Linked DNA regions of Mus musculus: region 1 is linked to region 2. The links are chromatin contacts, called in public Hi-C maps. All regions are on one chromosome and are shown on one strand. Each heading gives the region's core, a stretch centred on a gene start, on an enhancer-like site or on the middle of the called end of the contact. The rest is flanking DNA. Distances are from core to core; before and after follow the strand shown. Region 1 holds the start of Zfp518a (zinc finger protein 518A). Region 2 overlaps Entpd1 (ectonucleoside triphosphate diphosphohydrolase 1).

The links. A called contact is a pair of places that touch in the nucleus more often than the background predicts.
Region 1: a Hi-C map of forebrain shows a contact between it and region 2, with 4 times the contacts expected there. The contact joins the promoter of Zfp518a here to the enhancer-like site in region 2. A contact is called at or near these places in 1 of 15 datasets of contacts at CTCF or cohesin (large pre-B cells), 1 of 484 Hi-C or Micro-C datasets (forebrain), 2 of 115 datasets of contacts at active chromatin or transcription factors (bone marrow-derived macrophages and embryonic stem cells) and 3 of 9 other capture datasets (adipose tissue, liver and pancreatic islet).

Annotation. Positions count from the first base shown.
Region 1 is chr19:40,892,122-40,895,963 of GRCm38.p6, reverse strand. It overlaps Zfp518a (zinc finger protein 518A), which reads right to left and starts at 1,259. Exons shown (of 5, transcript NM_028319.1): 1 at 1,174-1,259. Mir8092 (microRNA 8092) reads right to left here and starts at 1,261; the gene lies at 1,175-1,261.
Region 2 is chr19:40,719,423-40,723,604 of GRCm38.p6, reverse strand. It overlaps Entpd1 (ectonucleoside triphosphate diphosphohydrolase 1), which reads right to left. Exons shown (of 10, transcript NM_009848.4): 3 at 3,031-3,148; 4 at 368-518. Among named protein-coding and RNA genes, the nearest start is that of Gm41846, 10 kb to the left of the region's middle. Within about 2 kb of position 1,599, at least 44 of the 459 cell types and tissues checked have an H3K27ac peak or open chromatin away from gene starts, as enhancers often do. A contact at or near this core is called in bone marrow-derived macrophages and forebrain, where this site is marked.

The DNA of each region.
Region 1 (3,842 bases), core at 10-2,509, 170 kb before region 2:
ACCTGTTTTGCTGGGAAAAAAAGCAATTCAATTATTATTAGTAAAATGTGCCTTAAGAAAACCAGACTTTCAAATTAACCACGCTGTGAGTTGTTTTTACATTACATCCCTGAGATAATCACAGACAGTTCAACATTCTCATGAATTCCTCAAAAACTGACCCCTTTCCCCATTTTCAAGACTTTTGAAAAAAATAATTTACAAAAACTAAAATAACCCAAATTTAAACCTGAAGCGAAAACTGACCCTTAACTTTTGTTTTCTAAACTTTGAAGTTGCATCTGTTCCATTGGTCTAGATAAGAGTTAAATCACATCATCTATGCATTCAGACCCAATACTTTTGAGTTACCAAAGCCATCTAACTCAAGATACTACCCACTTAACAAAGAGGACACCATGTTAAGAACAGATTCAAGATGGACCCTACAAGTGGGGAAAAAAAAAAAAAAAGCCCGTGACAAAGAAATCCATATGCCACTGGGTGTGGTGGTGGTGGGGGCAGTCTACAAGAGGACCACTTTCTTGCCCAACTCTGAGGGCGCGCAGTGCGTGCGCCAAGAGAGCGGGGAGTCTCTGCAAGGAAGAACCCCCAATAGCCATAGACTGGGCCCATAGTAGGGATGCCGTCGAGGCGGGCCCGCGAACCTACAGCTCGAGGGGTGCGGACTGAGGGCTGCCCAGCCCGTCTCCACCGGGCGCGGAACCCGACGAGCGATGGCTTCGCGCGCCAAACGCCCCCGCATCGCCCCCAAAACGCCGCGCCCGATCCGCCCCTTTCCCCGGAGTTCCGCTGCCCCTCGGGCGCGCGGATGTACACTGTCGCCGCGCCGTGCGCGCGCGCCCAAGTCCTAGGCTCTGAGACCGTGGGGGAGTTCTTAGGGACAAACTTACAACCAGCCCAAGCCGAGACGACAATGACCAGCCCTAAGAGCTAGCAAGAGCCCCGGGTTAGAAACCAAGGACTTCTCTAGAAAACTTTGCGGCAAGTTGGCCGGAAGCGCTGAATGGACGGGACTATTTAACATGAGCTTCCTAGCGCAAGAGGCGGATCCCCCCCAAGACCATTTGGGGGGAACCCTAGCACCCCACGATTTCGCCCTTGGCCCCTTGCCGTCTCTCTGTGCGTCCCGACATCCTAACTGGTCTTGGCGGCTCCGCACACAGGGAATACCTGCCGTGGTCCCCATTGCCTGCGAGTCCCAGATGGCGGCCATTACCCCTCCATCCGGGTACTGCCGGAAAGCCGAGCGCCGCGCTGCCGGCAGCGCACGCTGCGGCGGAGGGATCCGCGCTGCACCTGAGGCGAGCGGAAGGGAACGGCGGCCGGAAGGGCCCCCGCCTCAGCCTCCCGAGAGTAGGCCATGGCGCTGAGTCCACGGCTGACCTCGTCATACGGCGCCTCCCTGCGTCCCGCCTCACCGCCCCCCGTCTACTCACCAGCCGCGGGGATCCTACTGCGGGGGGAAGAACGGGGAAAATGGCTACCGTCCTTTCCCAAGTAGACACCAGAAGCAGGAACTGGTGTGCTTGGCAAGCCTTGGTTGACAGGAAATGGCCTCAACCCAGAGGTTTTAGGCAGCCCCCATCTTAGCAAATGGCGTGTTCCCTGTACTTACTCGGATCACGCGAGTTGTGGTATCCCTTTGACGTCCCAGTGGTTGGACGAAGCTGCTACCCAAAGCTCTGGCCCACAAGGGAGCCAACCCTGAGCTCCAGAGCAGCCCCACGCACAGGCTACCTGTGAGGGACACTCTTCTCTCCCGCCGCGACACGACCTCCTCCCACGGCACGGAGGACTCGTCTGAGCGAAGGAAGTCCTCTCAGCGAAGGAAAACCCTCGCACGCCCCTCACAGACTCAAAAATGGAATCCTTGCCCCCAAGAAAAGAATCCTTCCCCACCCCACACAAGAGTCGTACAAAGTCCAAATGTGGCTCCTCTCTTTCAGAACGTTTCAGAAGCCTACTAATCTCACTTGGTAAATAATTACCTCCCTTAAAAGAAAAAAAGGACAAAAAACACACGTGGAAGCACTGTGGAAACTGCCGCCGTCAAAAACTCGAGGCGGAGGGATATAGCAAAATATAAAAGATCGAATCTGAGAATTTTGGCTTCAACTGTGGGCCGTAGTTTTTTTTTTTGGGGGGGGGGATGCGTGGGGGCAAGGGGTAACCCAAATAACTCCTGACACGCACAAATTTTTCTTAAAACCAATTTTAAAACTGTTAAGAATTTTCCACTTTCTTAGGATATGCTTTTGAACGCATTGACCTGTGCCACACGGACTTTACCCTTTAAATTAAAAAAAAGAAAAAGAAAAAGAAAAAGAAAAAGAAAGGAATAAAACACACACGGAGAACCCTTAGTTTTGGGTGGTTTGTACAACAGTCCTCCTAGAAGCGGCAAGCTGAAATTCACACAAGAAGTACAAACATAACTATAAAAGTGAAGGTGAAATCTATTAATATCAAAAGGGCATATTTATAATCTATAATGATGTTTGCAAAATAGATTTTCTTTGGGGGGGGGCAGGGTAACAGGCCCTGAGACAGTGTAACAGAGCCCTGGCTGTCCTGGAACTCAATTTGTAGACCAGGCTGGCCTCCAGCTTACAAAGCTCTGCCTGCCTCTGTTTCCTGAGTGCTGGTAGATTTTCTCCTTAACACAATATTTTCATTGTTCCAGAAAAGAGGACACACATTGCTGAGGAGAGAAGTGGAGAAAAGCCTGTTTGTTTTTTAATAGGAAAAAAAAAAGTTGTTTTGGACTGTGAGTAGTTAGTTTTGTTATAGCTTTTATAATTTACATGACAAAAATGATGCATCATCATGTTCTGTAGTATTCTCATAAAACTTTATTTTTGCATCTATGTTCACCTTGAAAACCTGTGTTTAATTCTAGAAGACTCAAAGTTTTCATTGCATGCTAAATAAGCTAGAATGTTGGTGAACTCTCTCTCTTTTCCTTGTCCAGTTTTTTCATTTTTATCAAACTCTTACTCTTTGCTCTTTTAAAGTTCTGAACACTGAAGTTAATAACAAAAGGAGTGAAACAGAAAGGAAGAGGAGATAGACTCTAAAACTGCAAATGAACAAACGCTGGGTAATAGCTCAAAAAATAAAAAGATTTTAGAACGTTCCAAACTTAAAGATAGTTCATGGGAATAGGATAACCATATTAATGCTTTCAGAGATAGGCTGCTCTGAAGATGAACCTGCAATTTACTCGCAGTGGACAATAACCTCTTATCTTCTCATACTAAACCTGGTGGTGACAGTCGCAAAGTTTCCTTCTTGCTTACAAATCCTTTGTTTAAATGTATTATTAATTCATGGTCATTGTATCATAAAGGGGGTTAATATAAAATAATGAAAATAAATGGATATAATGCATTTCGCTTTAGGCATTCTGTCCTCATGGTCATTGTATCATAAAGTGGGTTAATGTAAAATAATAACAAAATAAATAGATATAATGCATTTTACTTTAAGCATTCTGTCCTCTGAATCATATGACATCATATCATAATGTGGCAGCTCTCTTATATATAAGTTCACAGAAAAGTAAGTATAGCTTGGTATACCGTAAGTACTTCAATTATAATGAAAAACCAGATGTTTGCTTATTTTTTGTTTGTTTTCAAGACAGGGTCTCTCTAAATAACCCTGGCTGTCCTTGAACTCTCTCTGTAGATCAGGCTGGCCTCAAACTGATCCACCTGGTGCTACCTCCTGTGTAGAGGGATTAAAGATATGTGCCACCACTGCCCCGCAAGATTTTTAAATTAAAGAGCAAGAGTCTCCTATGATTTTTATCTCTTTTGTTGATCTTTCAACTCAAC
Region 2 (4,182 bases), core at 350-2,849:
CACACAGATATTAATGGGGATGGGGGTGGGGGATCAGCCGAGCTTTGTTAGCTGAGGTTGTCTTGGGACATTGGTGGGTCTTCTTTCACCTTCTTCTTCCCATATATTAGTTGATTCTATCTTCAGCCCCAAATTTTGGAGTGTGTGAACTCCCAAAATCTTTCTCTCTAATACTCTGCCCCCTTTGATTTCCCCAAGGGAGACAGGCAGGCTCTTTTAGATACTTGAAACTTGCATTATAAAAACTTAATAAAACTTATTTCCCAGAACAGGACTTGGCGTGTGAGGTAGCTACAAGTCCCATAATGTCAGGCATCTCAGCACCGCCTCCAGCTCCTAGCATGCTGGTCCCAGCATATCACTCTACCTAAGCAAGCGCATGCCTGCTGTGGCTCCCAGGTAGACAGGAGTCTGGTGATGCTTGGATGTTGGTATCAGTTCGGTGGACAGTTCCATGCATTCGGCCAGGTACGCACCGATTTCATCTGTTTTCTGAGCATATTTTGAGATTCCAGGACCTGAGGGAAGATACAGTCGGTGAAAACCTTTAAAAGAAAAAGTGTGGAGCGTCTACCTTGACCATATTTTTTAAAAGTGTTTGCTAGGAAAATGGGAGGAAACGCTTCTTGGCATGGCGTACATTGGGTTATATTTCTTAGCGGGGAGAGCGGCTGCAGTCAGAAGCACCTAGTGGATGGGCGTGGCACCCTTTTGGGTGTGTCTGTGAGGCTGTTTGCAGAGAGGTTTACCTGGGGAGTTAGGATGTGGACTGCAAAGCTCCTGTTGCCATGGTTTCCCCACCATGATGGACATGTCTCCCTTAGAAGCAAGGGCCAATATAAGCCCTATTTCCCTTAAGTTTCTCTCTCAAGTATTTCATTAAAGTCTTGGAAAAAAAGTAGCTAACACATGTATATGTAGTATTGTATTTTTTAAATCTTGTAATTTTAAAATTTTGCTGGTAAAACCTGGTGTTCATTGATTTGGCCACAAGGTGGTGCCATTTCACATCCTCTGGCACTAATGCAGCTCTTACAGTGGGTTCTCTGTTGGCCTCTTTTGAATGATCCTTTCCACAGAGCTGTAATTAACAACATTAGTTCCTAGAGGGCCTAGGTAAAGATGGCATTTAGTGGAAAGTACCCAACACGCTGGCTTTTCCTGAAAAGACAGAGTGTGTCATTAACTAGTTATGTCATAGAGTATGCCCTAACATTTATGGGGTTTCTTCCTTTGTTAGAATAAACAGAAACAGAGTCTGCAGACCCTGAGTCTTTTCTGCTCTGGTACCCCTGCCTCCCTACTAAGACTGTTATTTCAATTTTAGAGCAAACTAACGGTTGTTATGGAGAGGACTGGAGCCAAGACTCCTACCCTGAGGTGAATTCGACTGCTTCCTACCAAGAGTTTGCTTTCAAGGTGATTATTCAAACGGGCTTTTTAAACGCCTGTTTGTGTAACATAATGAGAAGCCCCAAGCTCTGTTAGTGGCTTGCTTCTGATTCAGGAAATCTGACCTCAGCGTTCTGCTAACTCTGTATGTGTGGGTTCAAACACATGCATTCATGAGATGATCCTCAGAAGAAAGAACCTTCATGAGCACCGCCTCGGTCGTAGCAAGGCCTCAGTACTGGCACACCAGGGTCCAGGGAGAGTGGCTTTCTCTTTCTAACCCTGCCCAGTTCCTTGGCAAATTACAAAGGTCAGTGGAAGCTATTCGCCATCAGATTAAAAGTCACGTCTCTCCTGAGATCTAGACGACCTGTTTGAAAAAAAAAGCCAGTGTGTTCTTGGCTCAAAAGGCCAGCAGAGACAAAGCTCACAGGGGCGCGTGGCGGAGAGCAAGTCAGGGTAGCTGAGCTATCAGCCATCCTCCAGGTGTGATGTTAAAAGTGACTTTGGCTGGGACGGGGTATGGGGGAGATTATCAGCAGTGCTTCTGTGGGAGCCTGTAGTGTGGCTAGGGGCCTGGACCACCATCTGGACTCTCGAAACTTACAGGGTCCTCCAGGCTTCAGCTTCCTTCCCTGGAAAATGAGATTTAAATGACACCCCCCCGCCCCCCCCCCGCCCCCCTCCCCACCCTAAAAGTCTGTGATCTACTCTTCTCTGCCTCTGAAGAGAACAAAAGCTTTTGAGGTTTTCCTCCAGGTTGCAGTCTGAGCCGAAAATAGAAAATAAGAAGAGAGGTCGAGCATCCCACCAGAAGCACCAGGGAACTTGGTAGAAATGTAAAGCCCCAGGCTCCCACCCAGACCTGTTGACTTGGGATCTCTGGCTGTAGGCGGCCCTATGTCTGTGTGCTAAGAGCTCCCACCAACCCCCACCCCAGGTAGTGCTAGGCCATTTCAAGTCTGAGAACCACGGCTGAGATGTGGATATGTCAGCCAGATCCATCAGTCCCCAACTTAAGTAACTTTAAACACGTGGCATGAGCTGTCTTATCTCGCAGCCCTTGTTTTTAGGACAGAGCTGCTGCTGCTCACCTACCAGATCATGAGAGTGAAAAATGTGTGCTGAGTTCATGATACATTGCTGTAAGCATGATACAAGTATACACAGACATGCCCTATTGACGAGGGCTACTATTGCTCAGTTCATGTGTGTGTGTGTGTGTGTGTGTGTGTGTGTGTTTTGCTGAGAACCTAACCTAGAACATCATGAATATTAAGCCTGTACAATACCATTGAGTGACACCTTCAGCTATTTTTAAATTTGCCTATTTTTCAAGAATTGATCTCAACATTATTGTTACTACTGGCAGTAGTAATAAGGACTGACCACAGGGCCTCATGCATGTGAGGCATATGCTACAACCGCTGAGCTACATCTGTGTCTTGTTTAAAGCGGAGTCTTACTAGGTGGTCCAGGCTGGCCTGAACATTGATGATCCACCTGCTTTCCAGCCTGTGCTACTAGGCCTGGCTCAGTGTCATTTTACAGTGATAATAAAATACCAACGGCAGATCCTCACGCCTCTCACATTCCTGTGGCCCGCTCTTCCCGTTCCGTGCCCCGCCCCCGTCTTACCTTTCACTTGGCATTCCTCTAACTGCTGCACCACCCCTGTGTCATTCTCCTTCTCGGCCGGCCACTTGTAGATGTACAGGTTGGTGTGAGATGACCCCGCATCCAACACAATCCCATACTGAGGGCAAATCAAATGTAAAACACTTATTAGCACGACACCACACTTCTCCATATTTAGCTTGCAAAGGAAGTAGACAGAGGTGGGAATTTTCAAACCATAAAGAGAAAATTCTCTCTCTAAGCTAAGTGGAACATTTGGTGCTGAGAACTAGAGCGACCACCCCCAGTGCCAAGGGTTATCAGTGCATCACTCTAGATAAGGCTGCACCTTAGAAACATCCGGGCCTTACCCGGGGCGGGCCTGAGCCGTGGGGCTATTTAGGAAATGCTCAGTTATTCTAGTGTGAAGCTGGGATCAATCCCACAGGCTGAAGCAGTGGAGACTATGAAAGAAACAGAAAACCATGGCTTCTCACACTTGTCCACACCCTGGTATCAGCTGAGAGCTACAGAGGCTGAGCCCCACCCCCACTCCACCCCCACCCCACCCCCACCCCGTCCCACCTCAGACGCTGGTTTAGAGTGGTCTGCTCACCAGCAGCATCATGAGATCCTGTAGGATCCTAATGCGCAGACAAGCCTGGCAACCACTGGGCTAGCCCACAGAGGCTGCAGAGATGTGATAAATGTATGCAACTGATTTGGGTTCAGTGACTGTGGAATTCTATTTTAAAGAGAGAAAGGCTTGCTTTTTTTAATTCAGGAAACTGTAAAGCTGTATTTGGCATATTTTAAGACAGATGCACTTGGTGTCTGCAGCTCTTTAAAGGGAGGAGGGGGCTGCAGGAGTTGAGGAAATCGGGGATCCGGGAACACAGGGGGGCAGCTTAAGCAGCAAAGGCCTCTGAGCCCCGGCACACATGTGAGAAGCTGGGCGTGGTGCTGTGCCTGCAATCCCGACAGTGCGAGGCCTCGGGTGCGGCTGAGGCTCACTGGTCAGCTAGCCTGTCCTGATCAGCAGGGCCCAGGCCCCAGGGAGGGCTCCATTTCAAAGAATAAGGTGGATGGTGCCTGTGGAGGAATGTCACCTGAGGTTGCCTTCTGATCTCCACATGCATGTGCACAAATGTGCAGGCATGTCCATATATACAT